2 separate regions of the Capra hircus genome follow, and region 2 is linked to region 1. A link is a contact called in public Hi-C data. All regions are on one chromosome and are shown on one strand. The core of a region is the stretch at or near the end of the contact, and the rest is flanking DNA. Distances in the headings are between cores, read along the strand shown. Region 1 has its middle 14 kb from the start of ATXN10. Region 2 holds the start of WNT7B (protein Wnt-7b).

Region 1 (3,157 bases), core at 186-2,685:
CAGTAGTCATGTATGGATGTGAAAGATGGACCATAAAGTAGGCTGAACACTGAAGAATTGATGCTTTTGAACTGTGGTGCTAAAGACTCTTGAAAATCCCTTGGATTGCAAGGAGATCAAACCAGTCAATCCTAAAGGAAATCAACCCTGAAATATTCATTGGAAGGACTGATGCTGAGGTTCTAACACTTTGGCCACCTGATGTGAAAAGCTGACACATTGGAAAAGACCCTGATGCTGGGAAAGATCGAAGGCGGGAGGAAAAGGGGGAGACAGAGGATGAGATGGTTGGATGGCATCACAAATTCTATGGACATGAGCTTGAGCAAGCTCCGGGAGATGCTGAAGGACAGGGAAGCCTGGCGTGCTACATCCTATGGGGCCTCGAAGGGCCAGACCCGACTTAGGAACTGAACAACAATCTCCCATTAGGCACCATCTTCCTCGATTTACTAAGGCTGAGAGAAGTGGCTTTCCTGAGGTTCCCCCGTGGCTGGCACAGACGGACTTAGAACCCACATCTGTCTGACTACAAAGTCCTATTATTTCTACCGGTCTGAGGGCTCCTTCCTGCCCGTTTCCTCCTCTGTACCCCCACCCACCAGAGATTCAGCCCCTCTCTCACTCCTCACTTTGCGGATCTGTGTTGCCAACTCATGCGTAGGGTTTTAGCTTCGAAAATTGGAAGAAGGGGCTTAGCTTAAAACCCCTGTTATGGCCAAAATAATGTCCGAGGATGTGCAATAGACTAGATGGCCGCGGCAGCAAAAGCAGCAGGGAAGGAGAGGAAATGAGTGACAGAGAAACTGGGGGATGGGGAAGGCAAAGACAGGGTGGCGAGAAAGGGAAGGCTGGTGTAAAGAAAGTAGGTTCTGTTTGAGAAACGTTCGGCCGTCAGGGGTGGTGAAACCTTGTTCACAGGACCGGGGGTGAGCGGGGAGGCAGAGAGGAGCGCAGGGCCCAGGAACCGGCCCCCAGGGAGGGCGGGGGTCCAGGAGCGCAGGAGGCCGGCGGGAGGGGCCGTGCCTCGGCGCCGCCCAGCCCACCGCGCCCCCTCCGGCCGGTGACCTTCACCTCCGCTCCCTCCGGCCGCCCACACCCCGGGCCCTGTCATCACTCCAGGAGCCCACTGCCTGACCGCAGCTTCCGACGCGGCCCGGCCGCTCCCGCCTCCGTCCCGCCACACCCCCCCGCTGACCTCACCCTGATCCCCAGTCCCCGGACTTTCCCACGTGGACCAGCGCCTCCCGGCTCCCAGCTCCAGGCCTCCAGACCGCAAAAGGCATGTCACGGCCGTGCTGGTGCCAGGACCCTCAACTGCTTTGCCCCAGTGTCCTTCCGTCCTGCTCATCCGGCCAGACTTGAGCGAGGGATCTGCTCCAGCACCTGTCTCCTCTGCCCCGACAGAGGACACCCCACACAAGGATGTTCGGTGCCCACGAGGCCATGGTGCCCGGAGTCAGCTGCCCACGGCAGGACTCCACCTCCCCCGCGCCTGGGCATCTCTTCCAGTCCTCCGAGACCTGCTCCCGGCAGACGGCTCTGCCTCCCGGTTCCCCAAGGACAGAGAGGAGCTGGGCGCACCAGCCGCTCCTCGTGCCTACCCGGGCACACGCGCTCCGTTCTTTGTCCCTACGTTATCTCGTCTGTGACAGCGTCCTTCCTCCACTCTCCTTTCACAGCCAAGGCGCCAGCAGCCCCGTGAGTGGCCTCAGGCTCCAGAGCCTGCCAAGTGGTAACAGTAGGCTGTCTTCACACGCGGGCTTTGTTTTTCCTTCTGGCTGCACTGTGCAGCTTCCAGGATCTCAGATCTCTGATCGGAGACGGGACCTGGGTCCCTGGCAGTGACAGCACCGAGTCCTAACCACTGGGCGGCCAGGGATTCCCTCAAACGCATGCTCCTAATCCATAGAGCCAAGCGCTAAGCCAGATCCTAAAGGTAAAACAGTAAAAAGACTGGCAAGCTTCCTGCCCTCATGAAGCTCGTGTTTCAGAGGAGCAGACGGACGGTACATAGGTAGACGAATGACTGTGTTAAATAACTGCAGGCTGTGTCACGGCCAGCAAAGGAAGTTGCAGAGTTCAGTGATGAGAACGCAGCCCCGACTGGCTGAGATAAGGTGGAGAGCAGGGGCCAGGAGGCCAGGTGTGCCGTCGGCCTCACTCACCACCCACTCGCCTGGAAGACATGCCTCCACCTGTTCCAGGGTGTGCACTCTGGATCCTATTCTTGGCAAAACAGGGTCGCCTGCCCTGGGAGCAGCTGTCTCTGGGGACGTGATGAACTCAGTGGCTGGATTACTGAGGCCCACAGGTGGGAGCCAGATCAAACCAGTCCATCCTAAAGGAAATCAACCCTGAATATTGACTGGAAGGGCTGATGCTGAAGATGAAGCTCCAATAATTTGGACAGCTGATGCGAAGAGCTGACTCATTGGAAAAGACACTGATGCTGGGAAAGATTGAGGGCAGGAAGAGAAGGGGACGACAGAGGATGAGATGATAGGATGGCACACCGACTCAATGGACATGAGTTTGGGTAAACTCCGGGAGTTGGCGATGGACAGGGCGGCCTGGCGTGCTGCAGTCCATGGGGTCACGAAGAGTCAGACACGATGTTGTGACTGAACAATGAACAACAGCAGTAGGTGGCAAGGTAGTGGGGGCATTTCCAGGGTCAGTCAATCATCTAGGAAAGAACTGGGTCCTTACACGTTTGGATCACCAGCTTTGGAGGGGGGCCTCAGCCGTCTTTTTCCACGGTCGGGAGAAGGATGGAACTGACCATGATGGAGGCAGGTAGTTTAAGTCCATAAACACAAACAGGTGTGGAGCACCTTGTCCCAGGCTGGGAGCCCCTGGGCGTGGGGTATAGAGATCTGGGTGCAGGAAGCTGTTGGGAAGAACCCTTGGGAGCAACTCCTGCGTGAAGGCAGCAGAACCGCAGGGAAGGAGGGGGGCAGAAAACAAGACATTTGACAGAGGCCGTGGGCTTTGGTGGGGGCTGCCTGTGCTGCTGGGCCCACCCGTGGATGGCCCCAGTCTCTGCCACTGCGGCCCATCAACTCATGGGAATTCATGTGTCAGTCCCAGGGTGGCTGGCGGCAAAGGCTGGCGCTAAAGCCATCCTGTCCACTTAGATGTCTGGTGCCTTTTT
Region 2 (3,157 bases), core at 221-2,720, 270 kb after region 1:
ATGGATGAAATGGCTCTCAGGCCTGCTTCTGCCTCTCCGCCTGGGAGGCCGCTGCGCGGCCGGCCCTGCCTCGGGGCTGTTCACTGGCTTTGCCCGCCGCCGGACCGGCCTGCCTTCCCGCCTTTGGCGGCGCACAGTAGGCTCGCAGCGCGCGTCCGGGCGATGGAGGTACAGTGCGCCCCCGTCGCAGTCATCCTGCGCGCCCCCCACCCCGCCCCCGACTTCGAGCGAGGCCGAGACAGATTCTGTCTAAAGGAGATCGCAGCTCAACAGGTAAGGACTCGGCTGGCTTCAGGAATGTGGAAATACGACTCGGAGCAGCTACTGCAGCGAGCGCGGCCCGCCGGGCGCCCGCCCGCCCGCCCGCCGGGCCGCGCGAGGGGGAGCGCGGCGAGAGGGGGCCCGGCCAGGGGCCCGGCCGAGGGCCCGGGGCGGGCGGGGCCCGGACGGAGCCCGAGGCGGCCCGGCCGCGCGCGCGGCCCGTTTCGAGCCAGCCCGACGAGTTGTCAAGGTAATTTCAACACGTCCGCGTGATGGATAGAGACGAAGTGCCGTGGCGGGTGCCCTGGCCTGCGCGCTCGCTCCTGGGGGGTGCGCCCCCCTCCCGCCCGGGGCCCTCGGCAGCCCGAAGCCCCCCGCCCCCGCCCCGGCGCGCCCTCCCGGCGGCGAGCGCTCGGCCCGGGCTCCGCGCCCAGCGCAGCCCGGGGGAGGGAAGGCGCGTCCCACCCCCGGGGCCTGGAGCCCAAACAGGTGAAAGTACGCGCCGGGCACGCTCGCCGCTACCCGCGAGCCTGGCAGCCCGCGCGTCCGGCTCTCCCTGCCCCAGCCCTGGGCTGGGCGCCCCTCGCGAGTACCCGCGGCTCAAGGGGCTCAGCGGCGTCTCCGCCGGGCCGGGCTGCGGGTTCAACACACAGGCCAGCCTGGGATCCCCGAGAGCTGCCCGTGCCCCCCTCCGGTCCCCGCGGGGAGCCCTGGAGGCGGCTCCCACCGGCTGCTCCCGTCCTGGGCTCCCGCCCCTGCCCACAGGGCTACTCACCCGAGCTTCACGTAGAGAACGCCAAAGCAGAGAAACACGTAGAAAATCCACTTGCGAAAGTTTCTGTGCATGATCCAGGGAGGGGGGCTGCGCCATAGACCGCGGCGGCCGGAGGGGACGCGCGGGCCGGGCGAGGGACGGGCAGGAGCGGGGGGCTTCGGTGGACAGCGCTCAGCCGGCGCTGCGGCTCCGGCGGCCGGCGACGCGCGGGCACTGGGCGCGCGCTGCCACCATGGTGAGCCCGGGCCGCCGCCGCCGCCGTGTGCGCCTGTGGGAGTGACCTGGGACGGGGGCTGCAACCTCGGAGCCGAGCTGTGACCGCGGGGCCTCGGGAGCGCCGGCGGGGGCCGGGGCCCGAGCGCGGCGGGCGGGCGGGCGCTGCCTCCGCTGGGCGCAGCCGCCTGGGGCCGTGCGCGCCTCCCCGAGCGCCGCGGCGGCCAATGTGTCCGCACTTGTCGGCCTCCCCAGGTGACTCGCGGCCCCGGCAAGCGAGCTGCGAGCGAGCGAGCGCGCCCCAGGTAGGAGGACCCGCCTCCCGCCCGCCCTCCTCGCTCGCCGCGCGCTCTCTCTCCCTCGCTCCCGGCCTCTCCCCTCCCTTTTCTCCTCCCTCCCCCGTGACACACGAACGCATCTCTCCCCCGGAACCCCCTCCCCAGGCGGGCTCCCTTCCGATCGCTGAGCCCAGACTGGGAGGGAAGAAGGGGGTTGGGTGCGCGGGGAGGGGGGGTTCGCCGGGGAGGGCGCTGCACCGAAAAGACACCTGCGGAGGGGCTGGCGGCTCCTCTGCGCCCGCGAGGGCGCAGGAGTGGCCCCGTCGGGTGGTGTAGCCACTTGGCTTCCAGCTTCTAGAGAGGAAGGGAGAGACCACCCATATCCATTCCCGTTCTGGGCACGTTTCCCCTACCCCTCAGAAATTACCCCGTTTGGGGGTCCCCCCGGACCACGCCCTTCACACAGGCGTTTCTGCCAGCCCCCGAGGACCTCAATCAGAGCCCCTCTTCCAGCCCCCGGGTCCCCACACCTGTCAGGACCGCTGCCGGCGGCGCTTACTGAGAGCAGGGGCAGGAAACGGACAGACAGTCAGGCCTTGCCAGATGCAAGAGACTGGCTCCGTGACCTCCTTGGGAAGCCGTTTGGCTGAGCACCGTGGTGGAGACAGATGGGAAGACGCTGGGGCGGGTTCCTTGGCTCTGTGGGAGGCTCCCACCCCAGGGACCCCCTGCTTGCTCTCCCCATCACCTCCGAACTCCTCGGCCTGCACTTTCTCTTCTGCAGTGCCCAGAGTGCAAGGTCAGAACCAGCGTGGTGCCTCACACACCAGAGCATCTGACTTGGCTCGGTGCCGGCCAGCGGGTACCCGGGTGGGCACAGGGCCTGCCTTTGGCTGAAGCTCTCTCTGGAGAGGGCCGGTCCGTGGCCCTCTGCCTAAGCACTGCCCTGGGCAGACGCCTGTCCTGCTTGGGTGTACAGACCTGGACGCCTCTTGGGCGAAAATATGAAACTGGGACGTACTTAGTTTCAGAAGACAGCAGAGGCCTGAAACCTGTCGGGGTGGCCGCCGGCGTCCAGGCGCGGGCAGGGGCAGCGTGTTGCTTCCAGCCAGCCTGGGTCCCACCTAGCCTACCCGCCCCCACTTTGAAGGCTCCGCTCCCTCCACCCTGCTGTGCGACCCCCTGCTCCTGATCCCCTCTTAATCCTTGCAAATCCCCTGAACCTTTGCCACCACCCAGGCGCGGGCCATTCCTCGGCCTCTGATCGGGTCGCTGGTGCAGCTGAGCGGAGCCGGCAGACAGAGCGTTCACAGATAGATGAGAGGGGACACTAAACAGCCTCACAGGCAGGAAAACTGAGGCACAGAAAAAGAGACATGACTATAGCAGCCTCACCCCCAAGTGTTCTCTGCGTCCCAGCGCCCCAGATGTCACCCCATTTCACGGAATGGGAAGCTGAGCCCTGGAAACCGGAGGGTCGGGCCGAGACCTAGCTGCCGGTGGCTGGAGCGGAGCCGGGATTGGGCCGGCTGGGGCGCGCGAGCCGATGCTGCCACCCGGCGGCGACGTGAGGACGCGAGGCTGCAGGCTCTCCACGACCGGGATGGGAGGGGATGTCGCGGGACGCTGG

Evidence for each region. A called contact is a pair of places that touch in the nucleus more often than the background predicts.
Region 2: a contact with region 1 is called in a Hi-C map of blood, with 10 times the contacts expected there. The contact joins the promoter of WNT7B here to the enhancer-like site in region 1. A contact is called at or near these places in 2 of 5 Hi-C or Micro-C datasets (both in blood).

Annotation. Positions count from the first base shown.
Region 1 is chr5:114,962,141-114,965,297 of ARS1.2, forward strand. No RefSeq gene overlaps it. Among named protein-coding and RNA genes, the nearest start is that of ATXN10, 14 kb to the right of the region's middle. Within about 2 kb of position 1,436, at least 3 of the 5 cell types and tissues checked have an H3K27ac peak or open chromatin away from gene starts, as enhancers often do.
Region 2 is chr5:115,234,783-115,237,939 of ARS1.2, forward strand. It overlaps WNT7B (protein Wnt-7b), which reads right to left and starts at 1,471. Exons shown (of 4, transcript XM_018048903.1): 1 at 1,037-1,471. The coding sequence starts at 1,107.